4 separate regions of the Mus musculus genome follow, and all the other regions are linked to region 1. Evidence: chromatin contacts called from public Hi-C data. All regions are on one chromosome and are shown on one strand. Each heading gives the region's core, a stretch centred on a gene start, on an enhancer-like site or on the middle of the called end of the contact. The rest is flanking DNA. Distances are from core to core; before and after follow the strand shown. Region 1 holds the start of Tafa1 (TAFA chemokine like family member 1). Region 2 has its middle 95 kb from the start of Gm38864. Region 3 overlaps Tafa1 (TAFA chemokine like family member 1). Region 4 overlaps Tafa1 (TAFA chemokine like family member 1).

Region 1 (3,212 bases), core at 303-2,802:
TTAGTGACAGCCTTTCCTCTCTGAGGTCTCAGAGAGGGGCTGTGCAATCAAGGTTGAGCACCTTTCCTCTGTCAAATGACACCCTTCAAGAATTTCCACTATGCACTGAAAACCTGCTTGTGACCTCCTAGGATGACTTCCTTATCTGTGGAAATTGATACTCTTTCAAAGCCAGTGATAGTCAGCAAAAATAAACATTATGCACACATATATATGCATGTGCATAATTCTGGATAATTTGCAGGTTTCAGAGAGACAGAGTGTTTGGGAAGGGCTTTGAGGATGACAATACACAAACGTGACAACTGTAATTAAGTGCAAAGTGGGAACACATTCTTTTCAGCAGCTTGGAGCCATCCATGCCCCAGGCAGTGAGTCAGATGGACCAGTCACTTTCTAATTAGTTTCTAGTTTGGTGGCCCACTGTTTACTTTTGTATATGGGCATGCTTTATCTCCTTGTTTTCAGAGCTAGCAGGATAGCATAGATGCACTCTCATCAGCAGAGGTAAATAGCAACTCCCCTCCTGTGAATCCCCAAATGAATGCATTTTAGAACCTTTCTGAATAGCCTGCAAATTACAGAGAGACAAAACAGAGGTGACCCGGTAAGCATTTGCTAGTCAACCATCTCTGTTGAAATGCACTGGAAATTTAACTCAGGGGAAAAAAAATCTAACCATCATCAAACTTAACGATTCTTTAGAGACTCCTTCTCCTGCTCATTTAACCCACACACAGCTGAGCACACACAACATGCTGTGACTTGACAATTACAGGGCTTCCCTCTTCCTTCCTTCCTTCCTTCCTTCCTTCCTTCCTTCCTTCCTTCCTTCCTTTCCTTCTTTCCTTCCTTCCTTCTTTCTTTCTTTCTTTCTTTCTTTCTTTCTTTCTTTCTTTCTTTCTTTCTTTCTTTCTTTCATTCCCCCCCAGTTAACTTTCTGTAATTCTCAGCATTACTTCCCAAGCTCCTGCAAATCTCTTCTCTTGGCTGCTCCCAGACAGAGCTCTGCTCTGTGGCAGTGTTTTCCCCCCAAATAATGCATCGAGTCTTGCATACTTCTCTGAATATGTTGCAAATCAGTTTCCTGAATCTTAAATCTTACAGAGGCTTTCTTACCTGAAAAATCCAGCCAAGAGCAGGGAACCCTCCTAGTGCTCATTGGAAAGAGCTAACACTTTTTAAAATCCATCTGTGCCACAGTTCTGAGATTTTTCAAAGAGAATGCTTCCCAGCAATTCTTTATTAAGAATTGAAAAAAAAAAAAGAAAAGAAAAGAAAAGAAAAAAAGGCAAGCTTTTCTCTTCCAGTCCCGTTTCCACAGTTGTGAAGACGTTGGGCTCGTTCACTGTATTGTCAGAAAAGGAAGCAAGGTTTGAGGGGTGGAAACCTTGTCATGTTCACCTTTAAATCATCCCCTGGCGTCACCTCTGTCTGACGAGACCTTTGAAGTGATGGTGAGCTAATGTAGTTTCCTGATGAGAAGCAGTTTATAGCCACGGACAGACCATCCCTACTCCAGTACATTCAGGACAGAGTTAGGCAGCGAAATGTAGGAGCAGGGCTGCTATACCTCCGTAAGTAGCGGGAGTCTGTTTCAATACACCCCTCCTCTCTAAAGTCTCACATGTCTTAAAGTGACATTACCCTCGATTATAGATAAGGTAGATTCTAATGACTGCCCTTAACTCTCCCATGACTCAAGCAGCGCTTTAACATGATATTGCCTAATAGTCTTTGGTGGAGGTTTGGGTTTTTTTGTTTGTTTGTTTATGTTTTGGTTTGTTTTGTTCTCTTATACCATTCTCATGCCAGGGAACTGAGAAGGGAAAGAAAAATGAAAGACAAGAAGGCATCATGCAACATATTGATAGTGTTAATGGCTTTTAGGCTTCAAACAGTAAATGGGAAAGTGAAACATGCACCCAGTCTAACCCTGAATCTTGTTGCCAGCAAGCTAGCTGAATATAGCTGGGCTTATTCTGATTTTTTTTTCGGTTAGTTGTTTTGTCAGCTATTTCTCGAAATGCAATTTATCTGGAATATAACTGGTGTTTGTGTTCCTAAGCAAAATAAAAATCTTTGGAGTTATTTAACAGGTTTAATAAGTAGAAATATATCATTGCTGGCACCAGAGACTGAGTGATGATGAAGAAATATGCTCAAGGTTCTTTGTAAAAAGTATTTTTTGGCTCTCTTTAAATAGCATGCTGAGATGGAAAAGGGAAACACTCAGAAGTTCAGTTGCATCTCTAGTACTATGGTGTGAACCCCGGCTTCCCTGGAAATATACTATGATTGTACTTAAACTTCAGAGACGCATGGGAGATGACCTACTTTTCCTTTATAGGCTGCTCCGGTGATAATTCTCTGAAAATGCTCATTCAATTGCTTCCCAAGTCGCTTACATCACACCTACTATGTGACAGATGCTTGGGATAAAGCAGAAAGCAAGACTGGTGTGATCCCCAATGTCAAAGGTCACTCACTGCCTTACGGCCTCTACATTATTTTCAGACCCGAGATGGTTCTCACAAATTCCTTGCCTTAAAAACTTCAAAGTTTCTGAGAATTCTTTTGCCTTTTGTGGGCATTATAAAGAAGGCTGGATGCTGGGTGCATCTTGCAGAACAAACCTTCTTTCCTATGCTCTACAAAGTGAAAGAGGGAGACCGTCTCTGTTTTATCAATCTTTCCTGCTGTTCTTTCAATGATAACACCCCTTTCTCCTTCCATTCTTCCCTCCCTCTTCTCCTCCCTCCCCCTCCCTCCATCCCTCCCTCCTTTCCTACCCCCTCCACAAACCAGATTTCAAAATAACAATCAAGTTAATTAAGAATGACAATGTTTCAGTTTGGATTTGTATGCTTACTTCTGTGGTTCATTATATTGCTGCCTTAATTAATGGGTGTCTATAGGACATTTGTTCTCTTGCTTCTGAATCAAGACAACAACAGAAACAGCCACAGGAACAGGAGGCAGAGTCCATCACACCTTCCTCAGGTGCTGGCACAGTGCTGAACTCTCTCTTGTAAGACATAATCTAAAGTATTTTACTAACTCAAGAGGACAGGCACGGTCATTATCTCTTTCCCACAAATGAGGAACATGGAAGGAAGTTGAGAAAGCAAACAAAACTCTTTTGAGGTAACAGGCTCCTGATTCAAACGCTCTGTACAAGAGCCCATCTCTTCAGTATTCCAGTAAAGAAT
Region 2 (3,212 bases), core at 366-2,865, 110 kb after region 1:
ACATTAACATCCTGTGATCCTTATTAGGGTTGCTGCTTTTGTTGTGTGTTAGTAGTATTTAAAGCAAACAAAGGATGGGGTGTTGAGTCTGCTGGAGCACTTTCCTGGCATGCACAAGGTCCAGCTTGGAGCCTAAACATTGAAGTAATGAAAAACAAAAGGGAACTACCATGGCCGTGTGGAAGGCCACAGTCTAGTCGTAGGCCTTGCAGTTCAGGCCTGAAACATCTTCCCAGTGACTCCAGTTTTGAGATATTCTGCTATGTCTCTGTTTCTTTAAGAATAACCTTTCTGGATCAAATATTAAATTCTTGGGCTTTTCATTAATGCTTTGAATATTTCAGGATTGTGGGTTATCCTTCACCATATTGAAGGAAGATCACTCTTTGCCTCTGCTGCGGTTAAAGCAAGGCATATACTTCTCTTCAAATTGCCTTTTTTATTTTTACCGTTGTGTTACAGCACAACCTTCTGTGTGTAGCATACAAATGATAGTTGGTAAAGAGATTGTGGGCTTGCATGCATAATAAATACAGTTCTATTTGAGTGGTTGGTGAGTATTTCATAACATACAAGTAGGAAATGGGACAATTTAAATATTTTGGGAGGCTTCACTCTATATTCACTACGCATGCATGTACATATTTACATACCATTTTCAACACTCTTATTTATAAGCAAATAGCCAAACAGGCAATTATTTGTATGTGGGTCAATATGACACAGTCAATGGTCTAGAAAATATAGGGTAGTTAACGAACTCATTACTGTAAAATGGAAAGCGCTGGGAAGGTATACCAGCTATTTGCAACATAAGCCACAGAAGAGAGAACAGTTTCCTTCAAACAAAATTTAGGGGCAATAACTAGATATAAGTCCTCTCATTTCTGTAACATTTAAAAGAGCATAGAAATATGAAACATCTGAAAAACCATTTTAGACAAAAATGCAGCTCAATCCCTTCCCATAAAAGGCCTGGAAATCAAAACCAACATATTCTTTGTGACTTACATTTCAATTCTGAGGATTGCTGTATTCTGTGGGCTAACATCTTCCCCTGCAGCAGTTACTTGAATCTTTAATAGAAATACCTGTAGAGAGTAGTCAACTAGCTTAATGGGCTTTGCTATTAAGGACAGAGACTCTGCGGAAGTCATGTATGTGAGATTTACTCCAAAGGAACTGAAAGAGATAGGCAGGCTCCCGGCGGTTATTCGGGCAAGGGGAGGTATCCCAGAAGAGCGAAGGATACAGCCAGTACTCTATCACTGCCCATCCAGGTAAAACAGTGAATTGAAATGACTGATCTACAATTTGCATCCTCTTTGCGGTCCATCAACAGAACATTATTAAAACCAGTCAGCCAGAGCCCATTAGAACAGCACTCACGTATGAAACAATACCCAGGTCCTCGCGGCCTCCATTTTTATGCACTGCTACAGGACTATAAATATTCATCGTAATGTAACTGAAAATTATTGAAGTGAGAAAAAAGAGAAACAGGGAAGCCATTTGCTTCAATTCATAAACAGCATCTGTTGGGAAGTTATTCATAGATTGCTTCAGGGCCTGCTGAGCAGCAAGCCCACGGAAAAGGATGCCATTGCAAGCAAATTGGCGCCAACTGCATGGAGGTGCTATTAGACATGATTCACTGACAGTCAGGGAGAGTGATCAGGCACTGGGTTGTTTTGTGTGCTCTTTTATCACGGGGACACAGAGCTACCCTCCAGCCAAAGTCTCTCGCAGTTCAAATTAGACAAGCAACCTTCCGAGTGTATTAGGCCTAACTAGTGTCTGGGGAGACTGAGAAGAAGCGGCTGTGCTCCTGGTCTTAGAGCTGGTTCATCTGCCCACACCTTAGGCACATGTCAGATGCGACCTGCGCAAACCTGCTGATTTGGATGTCCCTAGCAAGACCTTGTCCATCAAATATTAAGCATAAAAGAGAAAACTTTTCAGAAGACTGAAGTCTGGGATGTGCTAGACCTGAAAGGAGAGAGTAGGACGCTTGTCACTTATCAAATCCACACTAAGGAGAGAAATTAGCGGGGACCCTTTCCAAGCTGGCCTCTCAGCAAAGTTGTATTTCATCAAAAATTGGATTTATGGCTTCCTAGTCAAAGCCTCAAATTCAGTTCACAGAGAATAAACACAATGAGAGCTTTCAAATGCAAAGTGATCGTGAATAAAATAGATGAGTTGGTTTAGTAACTGTTTATGCTTGTACAATGATTCATGTGTTTGCGGTTTAAAGGCATCTTTGAGACTAAGAAATAAAATATTTTGTTTTTCAGATTTGGGGTGTGTTTTAGTGATGTGAATGTCATCCATTTCCAGCTAAATTCGAAGACTTATCTTAATCGAATAGAAAAAGACAGCCAGGTATAATGCACCTCCCAAGACAAGAGAGTTCTACCCTTCCAAAAGAAAGATCCTTGTGCATACAGTAAACACACACACACAGACATACGCAAGCACATACTTACACACACAGAAGACACAAGCACACACAGACACAATCAGACTAAGCCTTTAGATATAATTACCACATTATCAGAAAAAGGATAATACACACACACACACACACACACACACACACACATATATATATATATGTGTGTGTGTGTGTATACACATATATATACACACACACGTGTGTGTGTGTAATGAAAGTGCTACCAGCAAATTTCAGACTTGAAAACTTCAAATAAATTGATTTTCATGACAAATAAACTACCAAGAAAGTGAAATGATCAGGAGAAGAAAGGAGGGCCTAACAGGAAAAAAAAAAAAAAAAAAAGCTTAAGGACTATGGCGAACTGGCTGAGAATTTAATGCACTCAGTAGAACATTTGCCTGAACAGTGAGATTGTATATTTAATTCTTAGTCATCAAGTAAATACACCATGCAGACCCTGTTGTGAACTAACTGAATGAACTGAATATATTCTTCTAAGGAGAAAAATAAAACATACTCACATGTACACACACACACACACACACACACACACACACACACACAGACAGAGAGAGAGAGAGAGAGAGAGAGAGTTAGAAAAATTTAAATGCTGACTAGATATATTAATAGTTTTAATGAATCACTGTTTTATATAATATCATTATTACAGTTGTATTTTAAATAGTTCTTCTATTTTAGAAAATATTGAATACTGAAATATCGACATCAAAATAGTACCATAGAAGACAGA
Region 3 (3,212 bases), core at 518-3,017, 98 kb before region 1:
TATTCTTTATGGGGAGGAGGCTGGTCTTTCTTTCCTTTTGCTCTTCATTCCTAATCTCCACTTTGGTGTTATTCTATTTCCTTCCCAAGAAAATATTTCCCTTTTATTTTCAACAAAGGTATATGCATTTGGCAGTAGCTCTAAAGTTGCAGCAATGAACATCACTTTAGTAATTAAGAACAGGAATATGAAGCATAAGAGGAAAAAACTGTAAAACCTAAATGCTTGGCTATATGGGCTTGGCTAACTCTACTGTGTCTGAGAGCCTAACCTGTAGGTATTTTTTATGAAAGAATATAATGTTAAATTACCATGGGGATAGATAAATAAATCATGAAAGCTATGTGATAGATTACAGAGATGAATGTATAACATTATGCAGGTTTAATTTGAAATATTTCTCTCTATAGATTCATCTATATTAGTTTTATAGAGTAAAACTGAGAGTAAAGACTATTATACTGAATTTTTATGCCTTTGTTTTATCTTAATATTTCATTTTACATATTTTATAATACAGAAAATCAGATAACAACTCAGAATTTTAAAATTTGTTTATGTTTAATTTTGGCCAGTTCCCTTGGGTGTGTTTTATGTCTTCATCTAATCAACAACAGTGTTCTCTGGGTGTTGAGAAATTGCTAAATGTGCTTGTAAAGGTTTGTGCTGCCTGTATTAGGTTGTTCTCTTTTAATGTCTGAAACCTTCCAGGAACCTGAGTTCTTGTGAACTCAGCAATCAGCTGGTGCTGGTATCACACACTTCTCAACCTAGTGGGCAGAGGGCAAGGGTGGCTGCCAAAGGCTAAAACACATGGCTATACTTAAAACACAAACACACACACACACACACACACACACACACACTGTAAGTGAAATATCACTTCCACTATCTAATCTTGGCTTCATTAAGTTAGGCATTCATAAAAGAAGTTACAGACATCTGTGGTCTCAATTTTTCTTTGATTGTGTTAAGAACTCTTGATTTATTAGGAAAGTATTTATAGTACAATTTCTCTTCAAGTGGCTTCACACATTTAAGTTCAACTCCCACAGTTCTTGTCTGAACAAGTTTCTACATTTTACCACATGAGATAAACACCTTAAAGGACAGCAACAGTAAATTTTAACATACCATTTGACACAATGATCCTATAAAATTATACAATCATTATCTACTGAAAGTGATTACTTTTGCTAATATGGAACCTTAAAAATTTTTGGCCAGACATAATGGAACATAATAACTTTTTTTTTTTTTGTAACAGAGAAATCACAGAGCCTGTCAGTCTCTGCATTTCCTCATCCAGGCATTGAAGCATAAGGTTTGGCATGAGTCTGTGATTTAGTCTTACTTAATAAGTGTTTAACAAAATTAGTACTTTAATGACTAGGGCAGAACCATCCAAGAGCCTCTGTAAAATCAATAAAAACACAAGCAGCAAATTGAAATTGACAATAAATTATGTGCTAAAAGACTTTTGCCCTTTGAATTTGAATTTGAATCTGCTTGCTGCTAATTGGTGTTATCTGAGAATATCAGGCTAACCATTCCAGGAGCTTCCTGGGAGGGAGAGCCCTGATCAGCCTTTGAGCCTCCATGGACAATCTGGCTCCTCTGTGAAGGCCACTGGCTGGTGGCAACTACAGCCTGCCTTCTAATTCATCAATAGCTTTTCAGTATCCAAGAAAAAGGAACATGGAAGAAAAGACATGGTAGATCCAGTTCTCCTCCCCAAATCCTTCTTTAAGATGGTATTCTTGTTAGCTCAAGAACTTAGTTCAATGTTCTTTAATCATATTTACTTCCCCCACCTCCTCCCAGATTCACTAACTTCTCTAGTGTTATCCAAATACCCATGGGTGTTGGACATGCCTGGAGTATGTTTGACCTACTAGGGTCACTCCCTTAAAAGTCACTATTCCCTCTTCCAAAGGCTACCCAATGCCAGTATCTCCCTTATGCTGGGATTCTTTTTTTCTTTTTTTCTTTTTTTTTTTTTTTTTTTTTGGTGTGGGCGTGGGCAGATCGTATGCTGTCACAATCACTGTGAGCTCATATGTGCAGCTGTCTATTGTGCGACACTGTTTCACTGTAGTCAGCAACCAACTCTGAACTCTCAAAATCTTTCTCCTCTCTTCCAGAAAGATCTTTGAGCCTTGGACGTAGAGACATGATATAGATATACCATTTACTCTTATATCACAGAGAGACTATATTTTTAGACATTGTTTCATGTGTCAGTAGGTTCAGTTCGTTTGGTTTGTTTTGGGCTGAACATATGTATATGCATGCATCACTATTTGGTGATCCACTCCTGCTGGATAGAGATTTTGGTCATGTCTGGTCTGTCAAAGTCTGAATAAAGCTCTTACAAACATTAATGCACAGGCATATGAGTAGATACACATTTTAATTTCCCTGGAACTAGAATCACTTGTTCATGTGCAGTGCTATAATGGTAAACATTTGATAATTCACTTTTCCTTCTTCTCTGTCTATGCTCCTAATTTCAGCATTTTCTAATTACCGTGATATAAATAAACACTTCCACCCTGTCCTACTTCAAGCTTCCAAAAGTGGCCAGAATGGAATATAAAGATAACGATACACATATATTCATTTTGTTAAGTAACTACCATATTGCTTTGCAAAGGATCTTTGGCTTCTGCATTCCTACCACGAAGCCGATGAATTCCATGTGCTCAGCATCCAACACTGACCCCTTTTAATTCAGTCATACTGTCAGGTATATAATGTTTTATCACTACAGTTTTCATCAGTTTCCCAAGTGACTGAGGATGTTCAGTGCCTTCTCTTATATCTATTTGCATCATTCTTCAAAAGTCTTTTTATAGAAATACCTTCTTTCTTAGTGTTGCATATTGAGAGGTTTTGTACTCCTTATCAGGTATTCTGAATAAAAGTGTTTGCTTTTCCACGCAGACCTTGTCTTCATTGTCATAGTTGTGTGTTTACAAAGTATGACTTTTAGTGCTGACAAAGTCTAATTTACCTTTAAAATTTATTGTATCTATTTATGCTGAGGGCTTGGGAGTCTGTGGAGAGCTGTATGTGAAGGTCAGAGAATGTCTAAAGCAATTTGCTCCTGACTGAAACATCCCAGGTGCAGGAAAGCTTTTCATCAAAGTTGGAAATTCTAAGCTAAAACCTTCCCCCAAGAAGCAGACAGGATGCTCAGGAGACCTAAG
Region 4 (3,212 bases), core at 259-2,758, 70 kb before region 1:
ACCCAAAGGACTATTATCCCAAGAGAAAATAGCAAAGTCACATACACTGTAGACTCCACTGAAGGACCAAAAAACAGCTAAGTTTATGCCTGTCACCATTAATGTGTCCATACATAAAGGTAGGCAGGATCCATGTAGTGCACACAAGGTAGTGCTCAACTATGACAGTCTCCATGCAAAACTTTACAAAGGAAAGTCACAGGTTCAAAAACTCTCTCACAAAGAGTATGTATTGTTCCTGTGCTTTTATGTTCTACAATGCAACTGTATTAAGGAGCCATATAAAATATGTACCTTTTTCCAACTGTCCTGACATGATTGGAGAGAACAAACTTTACTATGCCTGCATCTTCCTGCAATAAGCCCAGAGGATTCTGAAATGGAACATTCTATGTGACGAAAAGCGTTCTGAGATAGCAAACATGAATTATACTAGGGATAGCAGAACAGGCTTGTGGTCCTAGCTACTTGGGAAATTGATGCAGGAGAATAGTTTGGGGTCTACTTGTAATTATATAGCTAGTTCAAGGTCAATCTTGGTAACTTAAAAACAAACGGTTTTAAATTAAAATAATAAAAAGAGGATATAGCTCAGTGGTGAAACACTTGACCAGTGTTCATAATACACTGGAATCATCCAGTAAGACCACCAGAAATGAAATCAAACAGTAAAAAGCCTAAGGAAGATACAGTTTCAGGATACAAGAAGCTATTTTTCTGATTCAAGATGGAAGCAACTTAGCTACAGGAACTGGACATGGCAGTTACAGATGAGCTAGAGGTCCATGCACCTCAGAAAGACTGACGTCTCAGCTCTACTGGGAAATGAACTATGTACTGTTTTACCTATTAGAATCTCCAACTTCTGATAGGTTAGGAGAAAAGGCCTCCCTTGCACAGTTAGGGTGATAGGTTTCTTTTTTTTTTCAATTTAGTTTAATCAAATTACTTTAATGTAGACAGTTTTATTTCTAATTTTTATTAACGAGGATTTGAAGCTTAAATAATTTAAATGTTTATTCAAGGTCACATCATAGAACAAAAGCTACTCTGGGATGCAGTTCCAGGAATTTGAATGTCAGGTTCAGAGTTTGGGGTTAAAATTCTGCACAGCCTTGAGTACATTGCAGAATGCCAGCCCCACAAACATCACATGCCAAATGTTCACTCAGCAGCAGTGGCATTGCTTAAATCTAATGTTCTATAAATGCAGAATGTCTCCCTATCACCAAGCCATGACACAAGTAATCCTTCAAGATTCCCAGAAGTAGAAAAGGCTACCCAAAGGAGGTCTGCCCACTGTTTATCTACTCATTTTCTAATTAACACGGAACAAGAATGGGCTGTCTGCTAATTTCTTCTGGAAGTCTGAAATTCAAACGTCTGTCATTGAACAAAGATCCTCTTTACAGAAATCCTTCTAATGAGCTGGGGGAGGAGAGTATTGTTCCCTTTTAGAAAAAAATTATCACTGAAGTTCATTGTACTCTAACTCAAATTAATTAATTCTGCAAAACAGCACAAACACATTGGCAGTGCTCCACATGCCTCATGGCCGTGGTGTTTCTTTCAGGTTACTGGAGCCTCGCTGTATTTTAGATCACATGTTCCAGACTTCAGACAAGATCTGTCACTCACTCTTAGGCCCATAATTCCCAACTGAAAGCACATATCTATCTAGGAACATCCTACAACGGCCACCAGACAGCCACCAGTCTGTAAAATCTCTTTCTAACTTATCTATGAACCCATCGTTGCTTCTAGTTTCAAGGCCAGAAAGTTGTTCTTGTTGCTCCTTCCTGACATATAAGCTCAAACTTGAGAAATATCAATTTCATTCACTCCTAAACATTCCTTGACTGTCTTTTATCCATCAACTCTGGTCTGAGAGTCACCTTAAAAGTTTGTGTGTTAGAAACTTAATCACCAAATTAGGTTATGTCTAAATGACATCTGCAAATGATCTTTGGCAGCTATTTAGCTGGGATCATTAGTATGAGGTCCTATAGATGACATTGGTAGATTTATAATGAAAAGAGATGAAATCTAAGCCAGCACACTGGCTTTGATTGTGTCGTCATGTGATGTCTTCTGTACAGTAAGAAAATCTTTACTACATGCTGGGGTGAAGTGAAGGCCATGTTCTGGAAAGTCTCAGTGTCCGGAACCACTAGCCAGATAAAGTTCAATTCTTCAGAAGTTACCCGGTCCTGAGTATTTTTTAAAAAAATATTAATTAAGACACTCTCTCATTTCTCTCCCTAAACCACCTGTCACCTGGAATCCTGTAGGTCCAACCAACCATTTGCCCTGACTGCAGATGTGCTCATCTACATCCAACTCCACATCTACCACATAAGAGTGGAAACATCATCCACTCCTCGTCCTGAGCACACATCCACATCACTTGAAAATTTATAATGCAAAATTAAGGGCTATGGTGTGGCTGCAGCCCAGTTCTCAAACCTCCCACCCTGTGGCTTTATGCTCGAGCAACATGAGGCATCTTCTCACATCTGTGCTTTTTGCTTGTGATCATAGCTCTGCTTCAAAGGCCACCTGCTATTATCACATCTGGCTCACTTTCTGGCTGACTCTTTCTCATTCTTTAAGCCTCATTTCAAGGATTACAACCCATGGTAACGGAAGTATAATGAGGATGAATGTCAAATAGTGCTTACAATATTTCTAATAGAGTCTAAGCAAATTATGATTTTAACCTATTCATTCCTTGCAATGGTTGCACCTTTTTAGAGATAAAAATCTAAGGTACAGACAGGCTAAGCTAACAACTGTGTCCTCTATATAGGAACAAGGCCTCCACAAGTTTAGAGCATAGTGCATGAGCCTACCTCTTAGAAACCATACATTAGTCCTTCCCATCACTTCACAATGCCCATTATTGATACATAGTTAGAAGATGACATAGACCTCTTAATTTCATCCTGGGACCTTATATGTTACAGTTCATATATCCATCAGTTTCTACATCAGTCCCAGTGTCAACTTCAATAGAACATTCTAATATATATGTTGGCAACCATAAAATGTAAGTTACTTCATATCTCAGAAGTACCCCCAAATTCAAAAGCACTCTACCTACTGAATAAAATTTTAATGGCAGAATTTAGGGACCTGTATTACTAACAGTCTTTGCAAAAGACTCTGTTCAACACTGTGTGTTCAACAGTATGGTGAACTGCTAAGGAAAT

The links. Hi-C and Micro-C count contacts between places; a contact is called where the count stands out from the background.
Region 2: a Hi-C map of cortical neurons shows a contact between it and region 1, with 3 times the contacts expected there. The contact joins the enhancer-like site here to the promoter of Tafa1 in region 1. A contact is called at or near these places in 3 of 39 promoter capture datasets (hippocampal neurons, stem cell-derived epiblast-like cells and trophoblast stem cells), 3 of 484 Hi-C or Micro-C datasets (the N1E-115 cell line and cortical neurons) and 1 of 9 other capture datasets (liver).
Region 3: a Hi-C map of the N1E-115 cell line shows a contact between it and region 1, with 2.2 times the contacts expected there. The contact joins the enhancer-like site here to the promoter of Tafa1 in region 1. A contact is called at or near these places in 2 of 39 promoter capture datasets (both in embryonic stem cells), 2 of 484 Hi-C or Micro-C datasets (the N1E-115 cell line and nephron progenitors), 1 of 115 datasets of contacts at active chromatin or transcription factors (pancreatic cancer cells) and 2 of 9 other capture datasets (adipose tissue and liver).
Region 4: a Hi-C map of the N1E-115 cell line shows a contact between it and region 1, with 1.9 times the contacts expected there. The contact joins the enhancer-like site here to the promoter of Tafa1 in region 1. A contact is called at or near these places in 2 of 39 promoter capture datasets (hippocampal neurons and pre-B cells), 2 of 484 Hi-C or Micro-C datasets (the N1E-115 cell line and nephron progenitors) and 2 of 9 other capture datasets (adipose tissue and liver).

The regions. Positions count from the first base shown.
Region 1 is chr6:96,111,494-96,114,705 of GRCm38.p6, reverse strand. Tafa1 (TAFA chemokine like family member 1) reads right to left here and starts at 1,552. Exons shown (of 5, transcript NM_182808.3): 1 at 1,120-1,552. It also overlaps 2900060L22Rik.
Region 2 is chr6:95,998,589-96,001,800 of GRCm38.p6, reverse strand. No RefSeq gene overlaps it. Among named protein-coding and RNA genes, the nearest start is that of Gm38864, 95 kb to the right of the region's middle. Within about 2 kb of position 1,615, at least 17 of the 459 cell types and tissues checked have an H3K27ac peak or open chromatin away from gene starts, as enhancers often do. A contact at or near this core is called in cortical neurons, where this site is marked.
Region 3 is chr6:96,209,871-96,213,082 of GRCm38.p6, reverse strand. All of the region lies in intron 2 of Tafa1 (TAFA chemokine like family member 1), which reads right to left. Among named protein-coding and RNA genes, the nearest start is that of Tafa1, 98 kb to the right of the region's middle. Within about 2 kb of position 1,767, at least 1 of the 459 cell types and tissues checked has an H3K27ac peak or open chromatin away from gene starts, as enhancers often do. A contact at or near this core is called in the N1E-115 cell line, where this site is marked.
Region 4 is chr6:96,181,842-96,185,053 of GRCm38.p6, reverse strand. The region is part of intron 2 of Tafa1 (TAFA chemokine like family member 1); the gene reads right to left. Among named protein-coding and RNA genes, the nearest start is that of Tafa1, 70 kb to the right of the region's middle. Within about 2 kb of position 1,508, at least 5 of the 459 cell types and tissues checked have an H3K27ac peak or open chromatin away from gene starts, as enhancers often do. A contact at or near this core is called in the N1E-115 cell line, where this site is marked.